3 separate regions of the Rattus norvegicus genome follow, and regions 1 and 3 are each linked to region 2. Evidence: chromatin contacts called from public Hi-C data. All regions are on one chromosome and are shown on one strand. Each heading gives the region's core, a stretch centred on a gene start, on an enhancer-like site or on the middle of the called end of the contact. The rest is flanking DNA. Distances are from core to core; before and after follow the strand shown.

Region 1 (2,974 bases), core at 86-2,585, 140 kb after region 2:
CCAGGCCAGTCTGGGCTAAAAGGAGACCCTATCCAAAATAACAAACAAACAACAACAGCAACAACAACAAAGTACCCTATGAAACCTTTTAATCCACACTAAGATATACCTGAGATTGCCTAAATTTAAATAGTAGGATCTCACATGCCTAAACTAGTAATAGATATAAAAGATAGAAATTCTTAATAGAACATTTACACTACAGCCTACTAACTTAATATCTTTTAATAAAAAAAACTCTTTTAAAACTGAGAAATATATCCTTTGGAAAACTCCCATTTCAAAACCTCACAGTGTGGTAGCATCTAGGTATGGCTTGCTTTGAAATCCAGATCAAATCAATGCACTTTTTTACAAGACGAGATGGGGGAGGGCGATAAACTCAGTTTTTTAAAGTGTATTTTCAAGCTGTTATTTCAGTTTCAAGGAAAACCACGTTTTTACTTCTTAGGCACACTTCCGGTTGAGAGTCAGCTTGGATTTTCCTAGACAGCCACACCCAAGAGTTCTGAGCACCTTTAAAAAAGTCATTAGTTGCCAGGATTGACTAATGAACCACGCTTCACTTTTGAAGACAAAAAATGCTTTTCTAATTAATCCTCATCAAAAGCCATCCAGAAAAAAGAAAATACCAGCAACTTTAGTGGAGATTCACTTTCGTCACCCTTTGACACAAGTTTTGCACTAAAGAAGTTAAAATCTTAAAAGATCCCTAAAGATCTTATATATTTACATCCCTACTGACTCTTAATATCAGGCAAACAAAACTTCAATCTCCTCTCTGTTCAAATAGCACTTTTAAAAGTTCTACTTAGAGGGGCGCGCGCTGAGCTGCAAAGACAGGGCCGAGGGCGGCTGTGCTACGGTTTTATCCACAACTCTCTCGGTTCCCGCAAGTTTACGTTAGCAACTCAACAGAGCTCCGGAGTCAGCTCTGTGGGGCTCTGGTTTCGCGGGCAGGCAATGGTCCAAGGCGCACCGCGCTGGCGAGCTAAGCAACATTTCCCAAGATCCAAGTTTGGGAAGCAGAGCGACGTCTGCGCCCGGGCTGCCCCGGCTCCCCGGCCCGTTGCTCCACGCCCCGCTCTCCCCGGGCTCGCGGAGACACACCTGCCCAGGTGCGCTCCCCAGCCGCGGCTCCCGGCGGCCCCCACGTTCACCGCCGCCCGGCGAGGACACCTCCTGGGGCCGGGCCACGCCCGCTCGGCGGCCAGCACCACTCACCCTGCTCAGCCGCGAGAACCAAGAGTGAGCGTCTCTGCGAAGCTTTGCCGCCGCCCTCACAAACTTTCTAACTTTCCAGCCGCCCAAGAACGGCCACTTCCGGCCTCCGCTCGCAAACCGGAAGGAAGCCTGGCGGCCATTCTCCGCCGCCTCTATGGGCCAGCCCTGACGGGAGGGGGACCTCAGGGAAGGTGTCAGAGCAGATGGCGGGCTCAGGGCGCCGATGAGAAGTACCGAACGGGGAGTTTAGGGCTGAAATGGACGTGTGGAGGACCTCTCGGTCTAATTACTGACTCTTCGTCTTTCTCGCGTCTCCGTTTGAACTGTGATTCTGCTTCCTCCCCCCTCTTCGGCAGATGGTTGCGCCTGTCCTGGAGCTCTCCTCTGCCCGCATTCCAGAGCGTGGAGATAGGCGGGGAACCCCGTCTAAGTCCATTTAGGGAAATTGAGGAGAGAAGTGCCGCGGGTCTCACGTGACTAGCCTTGGCCCCGCTCCCCAGCCCGGCGCCCCCGCTCGGCTGGAGTGCGCCTGCGCGGGAAACTAGTGTGAATCAGCCTGTGGGTCAGCGCCTCAGTGTCTGGGCGGCGCGGAAGGGAGTGTGCGAGCAACTCGAAAAGTATGAAAAGGAATTTTAAAATAGCTCCTCACTTTTCCCACGCGGGACGGAATACTAAAGTTTCAGGGCCGCGCTGCCTCTTTGGCCCACATAGAGTTCATGAATTCAGTTTTGATTGTTCCGCTCCCTCTTGCAAAACGTTCTCTGGAACTTTCTTCCAGAGTCCCCTTTTACCCTGATGGTGACTCCTGCCTGCCCCACCTACCGCTCCAGGGTGAATGATGTAATTGGAATAAAGTGCTGGACCTATTTACTCGCCGGGTCTTCTTGCGTGGCTCAGCTGCTAACAATAGTTCCTCTTTAAAGGAAGAGGGGTCACAATCCTGGCGAGACAATAAGGATATGTGTTAAATATCCCTAAGATCAGTTGTTTCCTTCAAGAAGCATTCGTCTCATTAATTAGTGATGCGGTTTAAAGTTAATTCAGAGGCAAGGCCAATGAGAGAAAAAAATACCGTAATCCTATAGATGGCAGAAACAAAGTTTCCCTCCCTTCTTTGATATTCACTTGGAGTGGTAACTAAAAATACAAGTAACTAAGTACTTCACCTCCAGCTCCCTAAGCTAAGGTCTTTAAGAGAGGGTTCTGGGTTGTCAAGGACTTAAGAAGCCCAACATGACTTCTAGGGAAGATTGGGGATACAGCCGTGACAGTACAAACTCAGAGGTCTGAGCAGTCAGAAACAGAGGTGGCTTCTGAGGCAATGAGGCTTCTGCAGTGCATGCACCTCCACAAGGATATGGTCTGCCCTACTGGAAAGCTCCCTGTCCGGAAGGGGAACACCAAACCGCATTCTGTGGACGAGGAAATGAGCAGCTTCTGTTCCGTCTCAGGTCTCAGCTGGAAAACAGTATCTTGTCGCTTTCCTAGGAGTTGCCGATGTATCCTTACCAAATTAATCAATAGGTTTTAAACTGGTAAGTACTGTGGAGGGGCTATGGTTTGCTCGACATAAATGAACAGTTGTTTCCTCGGGATTGGGTTGTGGGTTGAAAGAGAAAGGGCAGAGAATTACAGGGAACAAAAATGAATAGATTACAGAAGAGCAAATAAACCTACCTGGAAGCTAGGAAGATGTTACAGAGGCAGATTGCCCTGATTCTAGGGGTTAATAGAGGGAGGGAGGGAGAGA
Region 2 (2,771 bases), core at 113-2,612:
TGCTGTTTTGGCCAACTTCGAGACGCACATGCCCGCACTTCTGGGTCTAGATTCTACCTATGCCCGGTTGTTTAAAAAAAAAAAATGCAAAGAAAACCAACTGTCACATGTCACGGAAGACTTTCCCCATTAGAGGGGGGGAAAAAAACGAAGAAAAACCCCAAACGTAAATAAGCTTTGTAGCGACGTCACCGCCGGTGTCTCTAGTTTCGGCTCTGTGGCTGTTCTGGTTTTGTGACCTCGGTGGAGATCCGGCAGGAGGAGACAGACCCGTGAAAACAAGGTTAAAGCCGAGTCACACTAAGGCGGCCACAGGATGACCCGCTAGACTTTGGAACCTGTTTACGATTACGTTGGAAATTAAAGCAAGCCTCCGCCGCGCCCCCTTCCCAAAGACAACCCGTTCCGAGGAGCGCGTTAAAACCCCCGAGTCAAAAAAGAAGCTTGGGTGGTTTTTCCAAAATGAACCAAGTGGAGGAAGAGTCACAGTAAGCAGGCAGGAATCTCAAAACGACCCTCCCCTCCCCCCAAATCCTGTGGTTTGCAGAGCGCTCGCTCGGTAAGAGAGCACACGCGGGAATCGGCGCAGGCGGCGGTTGCACGGCAGTGTCCAGGGCGAACCCACCGGCTGGCAAGCACCTCCGCAAGCCGCCCGGGGCGCAGCGCTTTCCCGGACCTGACTGGGGATGACTCAGCTGCTGCGCTCCAGTGCGGGACTCCTGTGGTGCGGGAGGGGGCCCGCGGAGGGCCCGGGCGCCCGTTGGAGGGCCCTCGCTCTGGGGTTTGAAGGGGTGTTTGTGGCTGGGATTGGTGGCTCACATCCGCCGGGGACTCGGGAGAGATGGGAGGACAGACGCAGGGAGGAGGAGCTGGACGGCGTGAGTGGCAGGAGCCGAGTCCGGACCTGGCGGTGACTGCCTCGTCGCTTTGTTTGCTAACTTGGACTGTGGCTTTCGGGGGGCCACCCCACGGAACCCGCCTCGGGTCCGCTAAGCCCAACCCACGGCAGCACGAGGCCGAAACGTTCCTTCCCGGCGGTTATGCGCGGCCACGCGGTGGCTCTCATTATGTACACAAAGGTAGCTTTTCTTTTCTCCCAAGTCAGCCTGGCTAATGAATGCGATTCTCGGGCGGCACTGGTGGAAACCGGGTTTACCGTTTGAAAACAAACTTTACAGGGCGAGCGGGAGCCGGTACAGAGTAGAAGAAGCCTCTCTCAAACCAGGACGCGAGGGGAAATGCAGAATTAAAACTCACCGTGACGCGAAGGCCAGCCGGACCCCGCCAATGCACACCTCCTGCTCGTGTAAATCATTTCGAGGCAGTTGGGAAGCCGGAGCGCGCTGGCCGGGTTCTGAGATCAGCTGAAGCCCCACGGTGCCCCTCCCCCAGCCCCACTCCACCCCTAAGGCCGAGCTCGTTGGGAGTTTCGCGTTCCCGCAGGACTGTGCGCCGGGTCTTTTACAACTCCAGAAAAGGGGAACGCCCCCGCCCCCCTCCTCCCCGGCGCGAGCTCATAACATCCGCAATATTTTTTTTTAATCCGCTGTCTGCACGGCGGAAAAACAAGCTTCGGTTCTGCCTGTGTCAGGGCCTCTCGGTGTAACTGATTCAAGTGACTTCGGGTTAGTTGCTGTTGCCACGTGTTACTTACTGAACGCTTATGCCTCATAATCAAATTGTCTAAGTGCAACCGAACGATTTTTCTGCGCTCTCACAGCCTGGTGATAACCGTTTCTCACCATTATCTCTGTGTGTGTGTGTGTGTGTGTGTGTGTGTGTGTGTGTGTGTGTTGTTGTTGTTGTTGTTGTTTTTCTTCTGTTTTAACAGCTTTTCTTGTCTTAAGACAAGCAGAGCTGTTAAAAAGACAAATCCGTTTTCGCGGTCTCCAGACCCTGAAAGGGCAGAAATTCAAATGGCACAAACTTGGGAAGGCTGAGAGAGGAGGCGGGATGAATAAGTAAGTGCTCCAGGTCCGTTAAAGGCTTGAGGGAGGTGTTTGTTTCACCTGGACGGTCGATTAGGTATGATTCCCATCAGGTGCTGGGTCTGGTGGGACTCACATAGTCATTGGATCTCGTTCCCTCGAAGCCTAGCGAGGGCAGATATTTATAAAATATGCAGGCTGCTGGGCTTCCAACACTGCACAAGGGACTTGTAATCATCTCGTCACATCTCAGCTCTGAGGAGCTCTAGCTGCTCAAGGCAAGAGCTAACCATTGTCTTTGCAAGGGGCCGGAGTTGGTCCCGGCCATCTTGTGATGAGTTTATCAACACTATCAGAATAATTCTCTTCTTCAGAAATAAGTAGCTGGCACTACTGATCACTTTCTTCAAGTCAACCCAGTCGCCCGCCTTTCCTTTTTTTTTTTTTTTTAAAGTGGAAGTCACTCTTCTTAACCTAGGTGATGTGGGCTGAAGTTCCCTGAAAAAGCCACACCTAGCTGATTCTGCTGGGTGAGTGCTTGATTAGGGCCTCCTGGTTGGGGACAGTTGGAATGATACAGATCCAGAGTCAGATTATCCTGATCTATCTTAACTCTCCCTCTTAGCCATCCATCACCTGCTTCCGTATCGGCCTACCCTTCTTTTGACTCTCAGTTTAAAATTCAGCAGACAGGCAGCTTCCACCACCTCAATGGCTACAAGTGCCATAGGTGTGTCAGGCTTCTCTAACTTACCTCACTTCAGCCCCACCAAGGTATTTGGTAAGTGCGTTCATTTATAGCTTTGTGTATGACTAGCAGCTCATATGATAACTTCCATGGTG
Region 3 (3,132 bases), core at 453-2,952, 150 kb before region 2:
CTTAAAGGAGAAAGGAAGGGAGGAAGGGGAGGAGGAAGAAGGAGGGGAAGGGAACGGAAGGAAAGAGAGAGATAGTCCCTTGGAGTATCTTTAGCCCCTTCACAGTCATTCATTGCCCACTCATGTTTGACCTAACACCCTTGTGACTATTCAGGTCAATCCTTTTAGAATGTACTAACAGGCCACTAGCTTTCACCAACCCAGAAGCTAAGAATGCCATCAGATATCATTTATGTCTAAGAGCAGAATTATTCCCCTCTGCAGTCATACCTAATAGTCTCACCAATGTACTTTTAAAATGTCCTGATTTATGACTTTGTTCTGTAACTATAAAAACTTCATCAAACCGTTAGCGCATTGGAGAGAGGTATTTTCCAAGGCATTCATAGTTGGCTTCAGAATAAACTCTTGTTCCTCTGAGGTGAGAGCTGTGCTTTTGTGTCACGGCTCTGGATTCCATGCCCTGTGCAGTTGTCTGTGTGTGTGTGTGTGTGTGTGTGTGTGTGTGTGTGTGTATACAGATGTGTGTATGATGTATGTGTGTGTGCATGTATGTTTGTGTATGTGTACTAATGTGTGTGTGCATGCATGTATATATGTGTACATATATGTATGGATATGTGTGTATGTGTGTGTGCGCAGATGGGTGTATGGGTGTGTGTGTATACAGATGTATGTGTGTATGTGTGTATGAATGTGTTCTGTATGTATGCATGTGTGTGTGCATGTATGTGTTTGTGTGTGTGTGAATATGTGTGTGTGCATATTGTATAGAGGAGTGAGCGCAGTTACTGCACTTTGCCTGGCCCTGAGCCAGCAGGTTCCTTCTACTGTAGATATGGGGTGGAAAATAGCTCCTGACCCAGCAAAAAAACCTAGCAGTGCTTCAGCCTGACCACCACTAACTTCTCAGGACGCTCAAGAAAGCCCCCTCCTCCATTTCCTCTTAAACCATAAATGAGAGAGAGCACAAATTGCCCCTTACTCTTTCAACCCCAAACCCACACATTCCCAGGACTTCTCATGGCTACTTTTCCTGGGCTTCTAGAGTTTTCCGGGTGACCAGCTGCCCCCACAGAGCACAGCCCAGTGATTAATAAGTCACATGGTCTTGCCCACTTCCTGTGGCTGGGTATCCAGGTTTGCACAGCACATGAGCAAAAAGAATAGTGGTGAGTTATTAAGGCCAGGGCGAGGAGGGAGTCCTTATCAGCAGCATCGGATATTCGATTCATCTGCTTGACAAATATTTATCCAGCACTTGCTGAAGCCAGGAATTCCACAGTGATCAAAGGGAATCTCGCTCTCTGTTCTCACGGGGTTTGCAGTCTAGAGGTTGAGGACTGGCATGAATCAAATCATCAGAGATGACTGCGCTCACGGAAGAGAACGCAGGGCCCATAGGACAATCACTCAAGGAAGCAACTGAAGGAGAGGCTTGGAGAGGCCTCTGGAGAAAGCCCTCGTGCACTAAGTGGGCGATAATGGATGAAAGTGCAGAGGAAGCTCCAGTTAGCTAGCATTCGGGGACATGAAAGAATGGCCAGGGCAGAATGTGGGGACAATGTGAGGTGAGACCAACGTCAGGTCCCAAACATGACTCTTGCCTGGCTGTTGCTGTGAAACGTATCACCCTGCAGTGCATAGCAGCTCTTAAACAGACATGTTTTAAATCAGATTCTGCACTGTAATTTGGATCAAAAATGTCCCAGAGTCTCATGCATGGGGGCTTAGTCATCAGCCTCTCGCTCTACTAGAAGACAGTGGAACTCTGGGAAGTTAGTAGGGGCAGCCCCTGAAGAAGATCCTGGGACTCCATCCCTAGAACTCTTTCTTCTGTCTGTCTCTCCATCTCCTCTCTCCTTCCCTCCTTCCATTGCCCCCTTCTGTTTAGTTGCTTTAAGGTGAGCGATCTTCCTCCAGTGTGTCCCCAACCATGATAAAGCACACCACCACAGGCCCACCCTTCACAGCGTCCACCATCTCCCAATGTCTATTCAATCATAAATCCGCCAGTGGCTTACAACACTTACTGATTAGCGAGCGTCCTTCTGATCGGATTGCTCTTGAAATCCCAGCCCCGGACATTGCCTTGGTGACCAAGCTTTCAACACATATGCCTTTGGAGTACATTCCTGTCCAAATTAGAGAGAACACTCAGGAGGAGGCGCCACAGTAATCAGTGGCCCACAGGAGTTCTAAAGCCCACAGGCTTCCGGTTCCTCCACTGAGGGACCCAGGCCTGCTTCCGGGGAATGACTTTTCACAGCTCTCAGGTGTATTCATCAAATTTTTGTCCCATGTCCTGAATTGTCTGTTTTCCATAAACCTCTCAACTCATTTTGTGACTGCACGTTGAATTCACCCTGAACTTTGTCCATCTAATGGCGTGGCCCCTGAGTCTGCTCATCTTTATGGCCTTCCATGGGGTCTCACTAGACATTTCTCTGCTAAACAAGACATGCCTACAATTCTCTTCAAAATGGAGCTGGGGAGCAGAACCTTTGGAATTCCTAAAAGTCTTTTTTTATCAATTTTAGGAACTTCAGAGGACCCATGGTTAAATGTTTCTGACATGATATTTTTTAATTAATTAATTAAAGTACACTGTAGCTGTCTTCATGCACACCAGAAGAGGACATCAAATCCCATTACAGATGGTTGTGAGTCACTATGTGGTTGCTGGGAATTGAACTCAGGATCTCTGGGAGAACAGTCAGTGCTCTTAACCACTGAGCCATCTCTTCAGCCCAACAATAGTTAAATATATATATACTTTTATTTTGCTCAGGCATTTTGACTAAGCAAGTCCTGGCTCTTATAGTTCCTCTAAGTGATTTTTCTAATACAGGTTGTGGTGTGTTTGTTAGTTTAAACTCTTCTTTCTTCTCCTGAAACTCATCATACATGGCGCTAATGGGGACACAGGGAGCATTTTAAACACCAAAGTTGAATATCTCATGGACTGAGGGCAGCTTCTTCCCTAGCACTTCTGAAAGCCTGAGATTGATTCCCCACACCCCCACAATACAAGTAAAACCATACATTTGTTAGGTCTATTTCCCCATCTACTATAGGGATATATGACCGCAATCCTTCCCACCACATAAAAGGATCAATGTCTCTCTGGTG

What was found. A called contact is a pair of places that touch in the nucleus more often than the background predicts.
Region 1: a contact with region 2 is called in a Hi-C map of the A7r5 cell line, with 2.8 times the contacts expected there. The contact joins the promoter of Myl12a here to the promoter of Tgif1 in region 2. A contact is called at or near these places in 3 of 12 Hi-C or Micro-C datasets (the A7r5 cell line, mammary epithelial cells and psoas muscle).
Region 3: a Hi-C map of the A7r5 cell line shows a contact between it and region 2, with 3 times the contacts expected there. The contact joins the enhancer-like site here to the promoter of Tgif1 in region 2. A contact is called at or near these places in 4 of 12 Hi-C or Micro-C datasets (the A7r5 cell line, the Rat2 cell line, Schwann cells and 1 more) and 1 of 1 datasets of contacts at active chromatin or transcription factors (oligodendrocytes).

What each region holds. Positions count from the first base shown.
Region 1 is chr9:118,344,942-118,347,915 of GRCr8, forward strand. Myl12a (myosin light chain 12A) reads right to left here and starts at 1,336. Exons shown (of 4, transcript NM_001135017.1): 1 at 1,225-1,336. It overlaps LOC102555687, which reads left to right and starts at 1,629. Exons shown (of 5, transcript XR_357340.5): 1 at 1,629-1,841; 2 at 2,676-2,759.
Region 2 is chr9:118,202,992-118,205,762 of GRCr8, forward strand. It overlaps Tgif1 (TGFB-induced factor homeobox 1), which reads right to left and starts at 1,363. Exons shown (of 3, transcript NM_001015020.1): 1 at 1,258-1,363. The coding sequence starts at 1,315. It overlaps LOC102555570 (a long non-coding RNA gene), which reads left to right. Exons shown (of 3, transcript XR_005489521.2): 3 at 1-2,771.
Region 3 is chr9:118,056,274-118,059,405 of GRCr8, forward strand. All of the region lies in intron 6 of Dlgap1 (DLG associated protein 1), which reads left to right. It overlaps LOC102555426 (a long non-coding RNA gene), which reads right to left. Exons shown (of 7, transcript XR_010055090.1): 4 at 2,034-2,135. Among named protein-coding and RNA genes, the nearest start is that of Tgif1, 150 kb to the right of the region's middle. Within about 2 kb of position 1,703, at least 6 of the 93 cell types and tissues checked have an H3K27ac peak or open chromatin away from gene starts, as enhancers often do. A contact at or near this core is called in the A7r5 cell line, where this site is marked.